Regions from separate parts of the Sus scrofa genome. Here regions 2 and 3 are each linked to region 1. Evidence: chromatin contacts called from public Hi-C and HiChIP or PLAC-seq data. All regions are on one chromosome and are shown on one strand. Each heading gives the region's core, a stretch centred on a gene start, on an enhancer-like site or on the middle of the called end of the contact. The rest is flanking DNA. Distances are from core to core; before and after follow the strand shown.

The links. A called contact is a pair of places that touch in the nucleus more often than the background predicts. HiChIP or PLAC-seq counts read pairs in DNA pulled down with a chosen protein or histone mark.
Region 2: a Hi-C map of skeletal muscle shows a contact between it and region 1, with 1.9 times the contacts expected there. The contact joins the enhancer-like site here to the promoter of KLF2 in region 1. A contact is called at or near these places in 5 of 47 Hi-C or Micro-C datasets (blood, embryonic fibroblasts, liver and 2 more) and 1 of 2 datasets of contacts at active chromatin or transcription factors (skeletal muscle).
Region 3: an H3K27ac HiChIP or PLAC-seq map of skeletal muscle shows a contact between it and region 1. The contact joins the enhancer-like site here to the promoter of KLF2 in region 1. A contact is called at or near these places in 14 of 47 Hi-C or Micro-C datasets (alveolar macrophages, blood, fetal heart ventricle and 4 more) and 1 of 2 datasets of contacts at active chromatin or transcription factors (skeletal muscle).

What each region holds. Positions count from the first base shown.
Region 1 is chr2:61,270,705-61,274,795 of Sscrofa11.1, forward strand. It overlaps KLF2 (Kruppel like factor 2), which reads right to left and starts at 2,333. Exons shown (of 3, transcript NM_001134351.2): 1 at 2,165-2,333; 2 at 1,157-1,979; 3 at 29-657. The coding sequence starts at 2,239. The coding sequence ends at 482.
Region 2 is chr2:61,316,697-61,320,624 of Sscrofa11.1, forward strand. No RefSeq gene overlaps it. Among named protein-coding and RNA genes, the nearest start is that of KLF2, 46 kb to the left of the region's middle. Within about 2 kb of position 2,480, at least 21 of the 83 cell types and tissues checked have an H3K27ac peak or open chromatin away from gene starts, as enhancers often do. A contact at or near this core is called in embryonic fibroblasts and skeletal muscle, where this site is marked.
Region 3 is chr2:61,216,391-61,220,373 of Sscrofa11.1, forward strand. All of the region lies in intron 21 of EPS15L1 (epidermal growth factor receptor substrate 15-like 1), which reads left to right. Among named protein-coding and RNA genes, the nearest start is that of KLF2, 55 kb to the right of the region's middle. Within about 2 kb of position 1,376, at least 34 of the 83 cell types and tissues checked have an H3K27ac peak or open chromatin away from gene starts, as enhancers often do. A contact at or near this core is called in omental adipose tissue, retroperitoneal adipose tissue, skeletal muscle and 1 more, where this site is marked.

The sequences.
Region 1 (4,091 bases), core at 1,083-3,582:
GATTATTTTCAAAAGATGCAAAATTTTTTTTAATTAAAAAAAAAAACAGCAAAATCTTATAAAAACAAACCAGGCAGTCAAAATGCCCACCTGTCTTCCTATTTACAGTAAATACAATATCTGTCACAGTCACTATGTACAATATTATAAAAAATGTTGCACAGTACAAATTAAGGCTGTATTTTTCACAAGGCATCAAGCCTCGATCCTCTAGTGTAGACCCGGTGGGCTGGGGGAGGGAAGACGACACTTAATTATTGCACCATTTTGAAAACAAAATTCGTCAAGGAGGATCGTGGTCTTCTCCCACCGGGCCCTTCAGTCTCTGATGGGGTCCGGGCAGCGTCGTTTGGTGGCCACGCTGTGCCCGGCCCGGTCCTCTGGGCCCAATAAATACCAGTCACAGTTTGGAAGGGGGCCGTGCCCGGCGCGTGGGACCCGCCACGGCCGCGCGCGGGTGGGCGGGGTGGGGGTGTTCAGGCTACATGTGCCGCTTCATGTGCAGCGCCAGGTGGTCAGAGCGTGAGAAGGCACGGTCGCACAGATGGCATTGGAATGGCCGGTGGCCTGTGTGTTTGCGGTAGTGGCGCGTGAGTTCGTCGGATCGCGCAAACTTCCAGCCGCAGCCGTCCCAGTTGCAGTGGTAGGGCTTCTCGCCTGCAGGGAGCGGAAGAGAACGGGTCTCAGTTTCCCTCTAGCCTGTGGCTTAGGCACTCACCCAGATCAGTGGCGGCGGGAGCGATCAACCTACCCCTAACCCCACGCCTCTCTGACGTGCTCCTCACCCCCCGGCTACGTGTTGAACCTCTAGAGATCCTAGGCATCTATCTACTGATCCTCAACACGGCCCGCTCGCCAGTGTTTTCAGTCACGCCTCTAGCGGGATCCAAAGCATGCACTTTCTCCTGAACAGTCTGGGACACAACATCCCCCTAGGTTTCCTAAGCTTGCATCCTTGCCCAAAGTCCTGAGTCAAGCTCCCAGGAGTGTCCTAAGCGCGCGCCCCCTCCCCAGGCTCCGGAGCCACACCCCCAGGGGGGCTTTCTAAGACTGTGCCCCCTCCCCAACCGCTGGGCAACGCCCTCTGCAGGCTTCCTTAGTGAGTCCTCCCCTCAGCGCCCCCACCCGAGATTCCCAGCCTGCGCTAGCCACCCACCTGTATGCGTGCGCAGGTGCGCCTTGAGGTGCGAGCTCTTTGTGTAGGTCTTGCCGCAGCCCGCGTAGCTGCAGGTATGCGTGGCGGTGCGCTTGCGCGGCCAGGAGCGGCGGCCGCGCTTGGGCTTGGCCTCTAGTAGCTCCAGCGGAGACGCCGGCGGCGTGAGGAGACCTCGGGAGGCGGGCGGCGCCAAGCCCAGCGCTGCTGCTGCGGCGGCAGCGGCCGGGTCGTCAAAGATACCGAAGGCGGCGGGCGCGGGCGGCGCGTAATGTATGCCCGGCCCGGGCGCGCCAAAGCCCGGGCTGCCGAAAGGCGGCGGGAAGGGCGCGCGCGGGCCGGGCGCAGGCAGGCGCGCGGGGCCGTCGGGGCTGAGCGGTGGCGTGTCGGGCGGTGGCGGGGGGCGACCCCCAGGGCCTCGCATACACGCGGCTGCTGGTCCCGGGGCGCCCTCGCGCTTGAGGCCCCGTGGCCCGCGGGCTATGCCGGGCGCGCAGCCGTAGCCGCCGCCGCCGTCTGCCTCGGGGGGCTCGGCCTTAACCAGGCGGCCCGGCGGCGCTAGCAGAAAGCGACCGTGCAGCGCGGGCCCCGGCGGCACGTCCAGCTCTGGCCGTAGCAACTCCGACACCAAGCCACCCGAGGGGGCACCGTAGGGCGGCGGTGCGCCGGGCTCCGGGTAGTAGAACGCAGGCGGCGGGGGCGGGGGCGGCGGCTCCGGGGCGGCCTCCGCGCCCAGGCCGTCCAGCCCCATGGACAGGATGAAGTCCAGCACGCTGTTGAGGTCGTCGTCGGTGCCGCCTGTCTCAGGCTCTGCGCGCGGCCAGCGCTGCGGGTGACAGGGCGATAGGGTGCAGGCGTGAGCGCGCGGTGGGGCGGGGGATCGCTGCCCGCTACTTAGGTTCTACTACCCCGAGCCCGCTGTCCCGGCCGCCTGCGTTCTACTACCCCGCAGCCCACGTTCTACTACCCTGAGCCAGCTGCCCCCGCCGTCCCAATCCCTGCCGCCCTCACCTCCTGCAGGCCGCGCTCCCGGCACGGGCTGGCGAAAGTGGAGAAGGACGGCAGGATGGGCTCGCTCAGCGCCATGGCTGGGACCCGGGGTCGACGCAAATTCGGGACACCGGTGAGTGGCTGCCCGGAGCCGGGCTGGTCGGGGCGCGGGCGGGCGGGGACGGCTCTGCGGGCCGCGGCCGGGCCCGCCCAAGCCTTATAGGAGCGGCGCGCGCGGGGGCCGGGCCTCGGCGGCGGCGGCGGAAACGCGTCCCGGATGGGGACGAGCTCCGGGCGCAGCCTAAATTTAGCCGCGGTATATAAGCCGGCGGGCGGCGGCGGCCGTGGCCACTGAGGCCGCCAGGGCCCTGCGCCGCTGGTCCGGCCCCTCGTGCGCCGCCAGGCCGCGCCCCCAGCCCAGTCCCGCCCCCGCCCGTCTCCTCGGCGACGGCGTCAACACACACTCCACAACAGCAGCGTGACGCTCAGGGATCCCCGGGGCGCCCCGTGGGCTCCCGCCTGCGCAAGGACAGGGAGGACCTGGAGCGGGGGCGGCATCCGGGACCCGGGACTTTGAGCGGAACCCAGGGGCCCGGGGCCTCGCGGGAACCCTTCTGGATGGGGAGTTGGACCCCTCAGCCACAGAAGGGCCCCCAGAATCCTAGATGGAGAGGAAGACTGAGTCCCGAGAATTCAGGGTGGGAGTCCCCGGACCCATGGTGGATGGAGACTCTGCTTCTCATTTTCTGGGGACCCACTAAGCCTGATCCACTGTTACACCCACCATTCAGTCAAAAACCTTGCATGATGACAGCAAGAAATGTTAAGTCTTTGAGACACTCTCCCTTGAGGAGGCCCTTCAGAGCGGGGAAACTGAGGCTCAGGAGGCGCTGGCAGAGGCTTGAGGTTCTGTATCTGCCATCAGGCCTGGTGCTTTATTGACTCGACTTCAAATCTCACAACACAGATCCAGCACCAGAGGGACCACAGGGAACAAGCCTCCCCTATGAGCATCTTAAACAATCCCCCCATCCCCTCCCACACACCACGAACAAACGGGGATGGGTGGGTGGGTCAGGCTGGCGGGGGTGGGGTGGGGGCTGCCTGCTAGCAAGGGACTGGCACTCCTGTTGTTCCTGTGTCCTGACCCTGTGTGGGCACTGGGAACACATTTGCCGACAGTCAGACAAATCCCCCTGCCTTGGGATTTTCACAGTTGAGGGTGGGGGGATGGCAGAGATGTAAAATACACAAGTTTATTGGGGAAAGGGGCCTTTTGGAAAAATAAAGCAGCAGAGGGAGATGGGTAATGAGGGGGAAGAGAGAATGGTGGAATTTTGAACCTCACCCAGGAGATGTGTGAGTCAAGACCTAGGGAAGAGGAGAGCCAAGTGGGTTTCAGAGGGAGAGCATCTCATGGTGTAACCTGGAACCAGCACCCAGCCTTGGTCTCTTGATTCCAGAACCTTGATTCCAGAATTCAGGCCCAGAGGGTCCATGGCCAGGTGGTGAGGGGTGCAGGCAGCTCCTGGCCTGGGGACAGCAGGGTTTTGTCCCTGACAGCAGCTGGACCCCCACAGCACAGAGCCACTGCAAGAGGTCACCTTGGCATCACACAGGCACCAAGACACCCCTTTGGGGTCCACGATCCTGGACCCTCTCAGCTGGAAGGAACCTCAGAAGTGCGCTATCTCATCGTGATTCATTAGATTGTGAATTTAGCAAACACTTGTTGATAAGCCCTATTTGCCAGGTGTGGGGCATCCAGAGGTGCTGCATTCAGTCCCAGGAACAGTTGTGTGTCAGAGGGTGATGGTGCAGGGATCCCCTCTGCAGCTTTCCCAGGCTGCTGGAGACTTCAGGTTGAGCTCCACCATGCCTCCAACCATCACAGTAGGGTGATGGTTGAGTCAGCCTCAGCTCCTGACCCCTCGCTGTGTGACCTTGA
Region 2 (3,928 bases), core at 1,230-3,729, 46 kb after region 1:
ATATGACCCCACAATCCCACTCTTGGGCATATATCCAGACAAAACTCTACTTAAAAGAGACACATGCACATGCATGTTCATTGCAGCACTATTCACAATAGCCAGGACATGGAAACAACCCAAATGTCCATCAACAGATGATTGGATTAGGAAGATGTGATATATACACACAATCGAATACTACTCAGCCATAAAAAAGAATGACATAATGCCATTTGCAGCAACATGGATGGAACTAGAGACTCTGATACTGAGTGAAATGAGCCAGAAAGACAAAGACAAATACCATGTGATATCACTTATAACTAGACTCTAATATACAGCACAAACGAAACTTTCCACAAAAAAGAAAATCATGGACTTGGAGAATAGACTTGTGGCTGCCCGGGGGGAGAGGGAGGGAGTGGGAGGGATCAGGAGCTTGGGGTTATCAGATACAACTTAGAATAGATTTACAAGGAGATCCTGCTGAGTACCATTGAGAACTATGTCTAGATACTCATACTGCAACAGAACAAAGGGTGGGGGAAAAATGTATACATGTAAGAGGAACTTAGTCCCCATGCTGTACAGTGGAAAAAAATTAAATAATAAAACAAGAAAAAAAAAGCCAGATATTGTCTTTTTCACATCAGAATGACCTGGGGATGTTAGTTTTTAATGGAAAAAAATAAAGAATTTAGTGTATAAAAAAAAAAAAAAAAAAGAAGGTGGCCAAGAAGTTCCCACTGTGGCTCAGCCGATTAAGGACCTGATGTTGTATCTGTGAGGATGGGGGTTCAATCTTGGCCTCGCTCAGTGGGTTAAGGATCTGGCATGAGATCCATGGCTGTGGCATAGGTCACAACAGCAGCTCCGATTTGACCCCTGGCCCAGAAATGTCCATATGCCACAGGCGGAGCTGTAAAAAAAAAAAAAAAATACACACACACACACACATTTTATACCATTTGTATCAATTTATATATATATACATATAGTATCCATACTGTAAGTATATATACATATGTACATATATTATCCATACTATGAGTATATATACATGCATATACTTTATATGTACATATAAAGAGAGGAGGAAATGTGATAAATTATTAGCAGTTTGTGGTTCTAGGTGCAGGGTATGTATTATTCTAGCAACTTTTCTAGAGGTTTCACATGCTTCAAAATAAAATGTGGCAAAGCCACAAAACAGAGCCTTGGGTCCTGGCCTCACCAAGCCCAGTTAAGTTAGATCCTTGGGCAAGAGTTGGGCACCAGGAGTTTTGAAAGCAGCTCCCCAGCTTCAGACCTAGGGTTTGCGGTGACAAGAATCCATGTGGTGGAAGCATCCACAGATGCAACCAGGGGACCAGGACAGGGGTCTTTCTCCAAGGGCTGCTTAAGGGGGGATGCCTGGGTGAGGCATAGGGTGCAGGCCTGGGCAGGGGTCCGAGCTGCCCCTTCTCCACCCCTCCCCCACATTGGCGAGCTCATGTCCATCTCTCTGTCTGTTTTCCTGAGTTGCCCCTCATGAGAGCAATTTTCACTTCTTTTTGCAGAAGTGGAAGGTGGCAGCCCTGGTGCCGTGCACTGAGGTGCTTCCAGGCCTGAGGGCCAAGAAACCCTGTCTCCATTAACTGTCCCTCCTCACTCCCCTCCTCCACCCCTGGCATCTGCCAGTCAGTTTCCTGTCTCAATGGATTTACCTGTTCTGGGCATTCCATATAGAAGGGATCAGACACAATGTGGCCTTTCATGTCTGGCTTTTTTTTTTCACTCATCGCAGCAATTTCGAGGTTCATCCATGTTATAGTGTGAGTCAGTGCTTCATTCTTTTTTTTCATGACCAGTAAACTTTTATTTCGTTTTAAAAAATGTTTTATTGTAATTGATTACAAAGTTCTGTCAATTTCTGCTGTGCAGAAAAGTGACCCAGTCATACATAAATATACATTCTTTTTCTCCTATTATCTTCTATCTTGTTCTATCACAGGTGATTGGATTAGTTCCCTGTGCTGTACAGCAGGACCTCATTGCTTATCCATGCTAAATGTAATAGTTCGCATCTACTAACCCCAGTCTCCCAGTCCTTCCCACCCCCTGCTCCTCCCTTTCATAGTTTTTTATGGCTGACCAAATACACTATTTTTTTTTAAAACCAAGGCTTTGCCTATAGAAACGCAAAATGCTATATTTGGCAAACATCAAATGATGTTTGGTTTTGTTTTTTTTTTAGTCCCCTCTAGGAATAGCTCAAAACCGACTCCAGTTGCCAAACATCACACACTCCCTATGCTTAGCCGCAAGCCCATGGGTCTCCCATTGAAGGGGTCCTGGGCCCAGGCATCCTCGGATGGCCCCCACGGGAATAACATTTTAATTAAAAAGTCTTACAATGACAGACTCGACATGTAAACTCCCAGGCAGCAAAGGCCGGGGCCATGCCTGACATTCCAGGCCAGCCTCCTTGGAGCCCCAGCAACCGCAGAAGAGCCCAAGCCGAGCCAGGAATAGTTCTGCCTTTTATTTGGAAAGAGAATTACAGGGCGTGCAGCCCAGACCCAAGCTTGCTGCTTCGAAGCCGTATTTTTGAACACAACCGTAACCGCACACTTGCCTCCGAGGGTCTGTGCCAGGCTAAACGCTGCCAGCTGCCTAGACGCTCGGCTTTCGGCTCTAAACACAGGTTCTTTTTTATTCCTGTTTTAAGGTCTATGTGACTATGCCTGTGCAAAAACAGATTTAAAATCTCCCTGGTTCAGGAGCCCCCAGTAACCACCAAGTCTTCTCTGTGTTCTCTGCTTCTCCCAAGTGGATCTCGGGTCTGCGTTGTCCACAGGGATTTTCCTACCTGGAGGGGCTGTCCCTGGTGCTCCAAATCCCCCCAGTCCCAAGCCTGAGGAAAAGAGGATTCTGGGATGGAAAGGTCCATTGGCTAGGATGAGATGGGTTATTCCTGGAAGGAGAGCTGGGTATTTCTAGGAGATCAAGCGGGCTGCATGATGGGAAGGAAAAGGTTCATGTGGTCATAGCGGTTGAGGCAAGATTTGAACTTGTGTCCCAGTTAGGTGAGAGTCACCGTGTTAATATAGTGGAGGCCCTCATGGTGGGAAGGTAATATGGTGTAGTCATTGAAGCTTGGTGGTTCCTCAAAACATTAAACAGAGAATTACCCTATGATCCAGCAATTCCAGTCCTAGGAATATATCCCCAAAGAATTGAAAAACAGGTGTTCAAATAAAAATGTGTACATGCATGTTCACAGCAGCACTGGTCACAATCGCCAAAAGATGAAGAGAGCACAAAGTCCATCAAAGGATGATTGGATAAACAAAATGCAGTGCATCCACACAATGGAATATTATTCAGCCATGAAAAGGAATGAAACACTGGAGTTCCCATTGTGGCTCAGAGGGCTAAGAACACAACTAGTATCCATGAGGATGCAGGTTTGATTCGTGGTCTCTTTCAGTGAGTTAAAGATCTGGTGTTGCCATGAGTTGTGGTGTAGGTCGCAGACAAGACTCGGATCTGGTGTTGCTGTGGCTGTGGCTGTGGCATAGATGGGCAGCTGTAGCTCTGATTTGACCCTTAGACTGGAAACCTCTATATGCTGAGTATGGCCTTAAAAAGACCAACCAACCAACCAACCAACCAATAAACAAAAGGAATGAAGCACTAACACATGCTACATGTGGATGAACTACTTTTTTTTTTTTTTTTTTTAATGGCCACACTAGAGGCACATGAGAGTTCTTGGACCAGGGATCAAATCCTCACCTCTGCAGAGACCCAAGCTGCTGCAGTCATATACTTAACCTGCTGTCCCACAGCAGGAATTCCTGGAGGAACCTTGAAAACATCCCGCTGATTGAAAGAAGCCAGACACAAAAGGCCACATAGTGTATGATCCCATCTATACGAAATGTCCAAAACAGGCAAATCG
Region 3 (3,983 bases), core at 126-2,625, 55 kb before region 1:
TCTCTGTGGCTGAACAAACTTGGGAAGGTGTTGAGCCAGAGGGCCAGCCCTGATGTGCAGCCCGCTAAGGATGGAACCGTGGGCCATGGGCCAGAAGGCAGGAGATGTGTCTGGGTCTGCCAGTGGGCAGAACCTGAGAAGGATGTGGAAAGTGAGGACTAGGCTTGGTGAATAAATGCGCAAGTGAAAAGTCAGCTGTGCAGGAAGGACCATAGTCACCCTTGGCTGGACAGGACGGTGTCTGCCCGGCCAGAGTTACATAAGCTGACTGAATATAACCCCACAGGTGGTGGTTGAGCTCATTTGGCAGGGGCTTGGGTGTGTGGTTAGAGAGTTAGATCTTTAATTTAGCAGGAAGTCAGTCGATAGATAATGTCCAAAAGGAACAGATTAAGAAATAAGAGTGGAAGCCTATGAGGTTAATTCCATAGGAAACTGCTAAGTTGAAGATGTTGGCCTTGGCGAGTGAGAAAGGGTCGAGGGCCTGCTGTTCTTCGTTCTAACCTTTGATGTCCCTTGATTTTTGACTGTGGGTCTGGTTTCTTTGACAAGGATTAGGGAAGCGGCATTAGGTGTGCACATCTTGGCCTGAGTCCCAGTCCCTGTTGCTGGCACCTGCGTTTGCTCCTCTCCTTGCAGGTGAGGGTGGGATCCCTCACAGTTAAAGAGCTCAGGCAATGCAGCCTTTGGCCCCGGAGTCATAAAGCCTTGCGATCGATCGTTGAACCCACCAGCCTTTCCTGCCTGCTCCGGGCTTGGGCACTGGGACGACCCCCTGCAGATACAGTTCTCTGATCTTGCGCCCTACCTGGGGAAGGCTCACAAGCCAGTGGTGGCGAGGGGGCGGGGGAGGGAGCCCCTGGAGTGGGTGGCAGTGGGCGCCCACCGTGGGGACTCCTGTGCCTCTTGGACCCGCGCATGCCAGCTCCTGGAGGTGCCCTGCCTGCTTCCTCCATGTTCACTCAGCCTGAGGGGTGCACAGCTCTCTGGGCACTGAGCTTTGTGGTTAGTAATGTGCGATCGTGGTGTGTGGCTTCCAAGAAGCATCTGAGATTCTGTTTAGCTTTTCAAAGAAGCATGTGAACATAAACTGGCGGTAGCAAATCTAGCTTCAGGTGGGAGGCAGAGCATCTGTTTGCCCATCGGCTGCCTCAGGAGGGAGCCAGAGGTGCTGGGATTGTGGCCTCTCTCCTTCTGGTGCCCGGAGGGAACGAGTCTACAGCCCTGACTTGGAAACTGTGACACTGATGGTTGGGATGCTATGTGGGATCAGCCAAAAGGCACCCAGGGCCTGAGATTTGCCTCATTTACCCGTCACTGCATGGAGCTGTGTGTCCTCGGCTTCTGTCCTTGTTTGCAGAATCTGTCAGCCACACGGTGGCAGCAGCTTCCAGGGAAGGCACTCACGGTTGTATTCTCGAGCCAGCTCCCTGCACAAGGCTGACCGCGGAGGCCGAGGGAGTGAGGGAGAGCTAGCAGAGGGCATGAACCAGGCCCCCTGTTTCAAGAAGGACCTGAGTTGAGGCTATTCGGGCTCATGGGGCTGCGATGGGGCCACCAGAGTGGTGGGGCCCCAGATGGCAGCAACGGCTGCCCCTCCCTCCCCCAGGCAGTGCCTGCGTTTGCTGTAGCTGCAGACTCGCCAGAGCCTGGATCTTCCCTCTTTCTGCCCCTTCTGACCTAAAGTGGCATTTTCCCTCTTCTCATTCCATTTTCCCTCTCCTTGGTCTCTTGTCCCCCGGCAGGCTGCACAAATGTGCACTTGTGACTTCAGAGCCAGTGCACCTTCCTGTTGGTGGCGCTGGGTGGGACAGAGCTGGACAGGGCTGTGGAAAGTTTGTCTCCGGTACTCCATTGTTTTGTTTCCACGATCCCGTCAGCTCCTGCTCTCATGCCACTTGCCCAGACGAATACAGGGCCCTAACCCCCAGGTCTCTGTTTTTCCCTTTTGGTTCCCTTTCTGTTTTTCAAGAACAACATCGTGTGTATAAATAAAATGCTGAAGGAAATGAAAGTAAAGTGGCAAGAAGGTGTTTCTTTTTTGTTTTTTTGGCTTGGTTTTGTGTGTGTGTGTGTGTGTGTGTGTGTGTGTGTGTGTGTTTAACATGGCTATCTTTTTCCCACCCGAGTGTGCTGGGGAGGCAGTGCATGCTGGTGATGCACGCTGGTGCTCTTTCTTAACTTCCCCCTCAGATGGAGTGTCCTCCTGCTGCCTGGCAGTGCTAAAGGAAAGTGCCAGGCAGCAATCTGACTCCAGGAGATTCCTTCGAGGTTCTCTGGGCTTGCATTTTTAGTTGAGGTCCCCCCATACCTGAGGAGATTTTTCTAGACAGTATCAAGCCTACATTACCTTCCTTTAAGAACACATTCCCCAAAATAGATATCTGAGAATAAAAATAAGACTCTAACTTATTATTTTACTCCTCCCACCCTTAAAAAAAAAAAGGTCACCTATGAAATACTTGACCATTTGTCAGCCCATTTTCAGTTGTTTTTCAAAAGCGTGCATTCCTCTTTAGGACAATTTTTTTTTTGGTTGAGAGTCATTTGCTTTAAACCAATTATTTAAACTGTGAACCTTTTATAGAGCTGCTTTTCATATAGTAGCTTTCTGTCCCTTTTTTTTTTTTTTTTTTTTTTTTCTTGTGAGCACACTTCACTCTATTCGGCCAGAGAGCCCCTACCGGCTTTACTGAAACCCTTCTAAAAATAGCGACTTTCCCTGAAGCCACTGTCTGAGTAGGAACCAGTCAGGTCCCAAAGGAGGCTTCTTGGGAAACTCAAAGTCATGAAAGTTGGGATTCGGAAATGACGCAGGCTTTTCAGTATTAGAAGTGATATAATTCCCTGCTGTGGGCGAACCAGGCGTTTACGGTTGAAACCCTTTTACCTTGGAGTGGGCCCACCGGTGCAGTGGGTTCAGACAGAAGAGGGGGTGGAGAATTGGCTTGGCCTGCGGTGTCCCCAACCAGCCAGGAAGATCACTGCGGCTCACGCTCCAGAGTGCAGTGTATGAGCTGGGAGGATGAGGCCTCGTGCACCTCGAAACTCAGGGGGAGTCCAGGTGTCCCTCTGTACCCCTTCCCCAGAGGGCATGCATTCCCAGCATCCAGGACAAGAACTGGGGTCTATGCGGGGCCTTCCGGGGCTGGTCACGCCACCTCTCCACCAAGAAAATTGGCTTTGATTCCTGCCTGCCTGTCTCAGGTTGTGGTGAGAGTGGAGAAAGCCTTGGACCCAGGGCGTGCCCTGTGCATGACAGAAGCAGAGATACTAGTGTTCCCCCTCCCTTCTGTCTCCTTAGCCCTCAGTCTGTCCTCTTTCCCAAACTGCACTCACGCGTTTTAGAGCCGAACTAAACTACAGGTCGTCACTGCACCTTGGTTCTCCTGCTGGCCCTGTCTGGATGACAGGAAGTGGTAGAAGGAAAGCGTTGCTGGGCGATGGGGGGCATGCAGATGCATGGACATCCAAGAGATGTTCTAGTCAGGTCCACACCCTTGGCTTGATGATACCATGCTGCCTTTATGCTGATGTCCTCTGAAATGCTGGGTGGAGCGATTTACACATTACCTTTTTCTGTCCTGCCGTAGCCCCGTGAGCCTGTCATTATTGTCATTTCACGGACAAGGAAATGGAAGCATGGAGCTGGTAGCAGGGCCTCCAGATCCTACCCTGACCCCCATGCTCTGCAGAACACGTTCTAGAAACTCAAGCCACAGGTCTTGCAGAGCCTCCCTGACTTTAGTGCCGAAAAGGACAAATGTCTCAAAGCCTGGGAGAGGGGAGTAGCCATCATGCAGGGGAGTACTACCTTCTTTGCTGTGCCACAGCCCTGGCAGCCCTTCTTGCCCAGGCTAAGGTGGTCTTGGTAGGCAAATGGGTCTTCCCTATGTGACCCCTTATTCCCCAGGCCTTCTTTGCTGCTCTGTCCCTTGCCTGCATCTGTACAGTGTCTCCCCCATGGGCCTGAGGACAGTGCC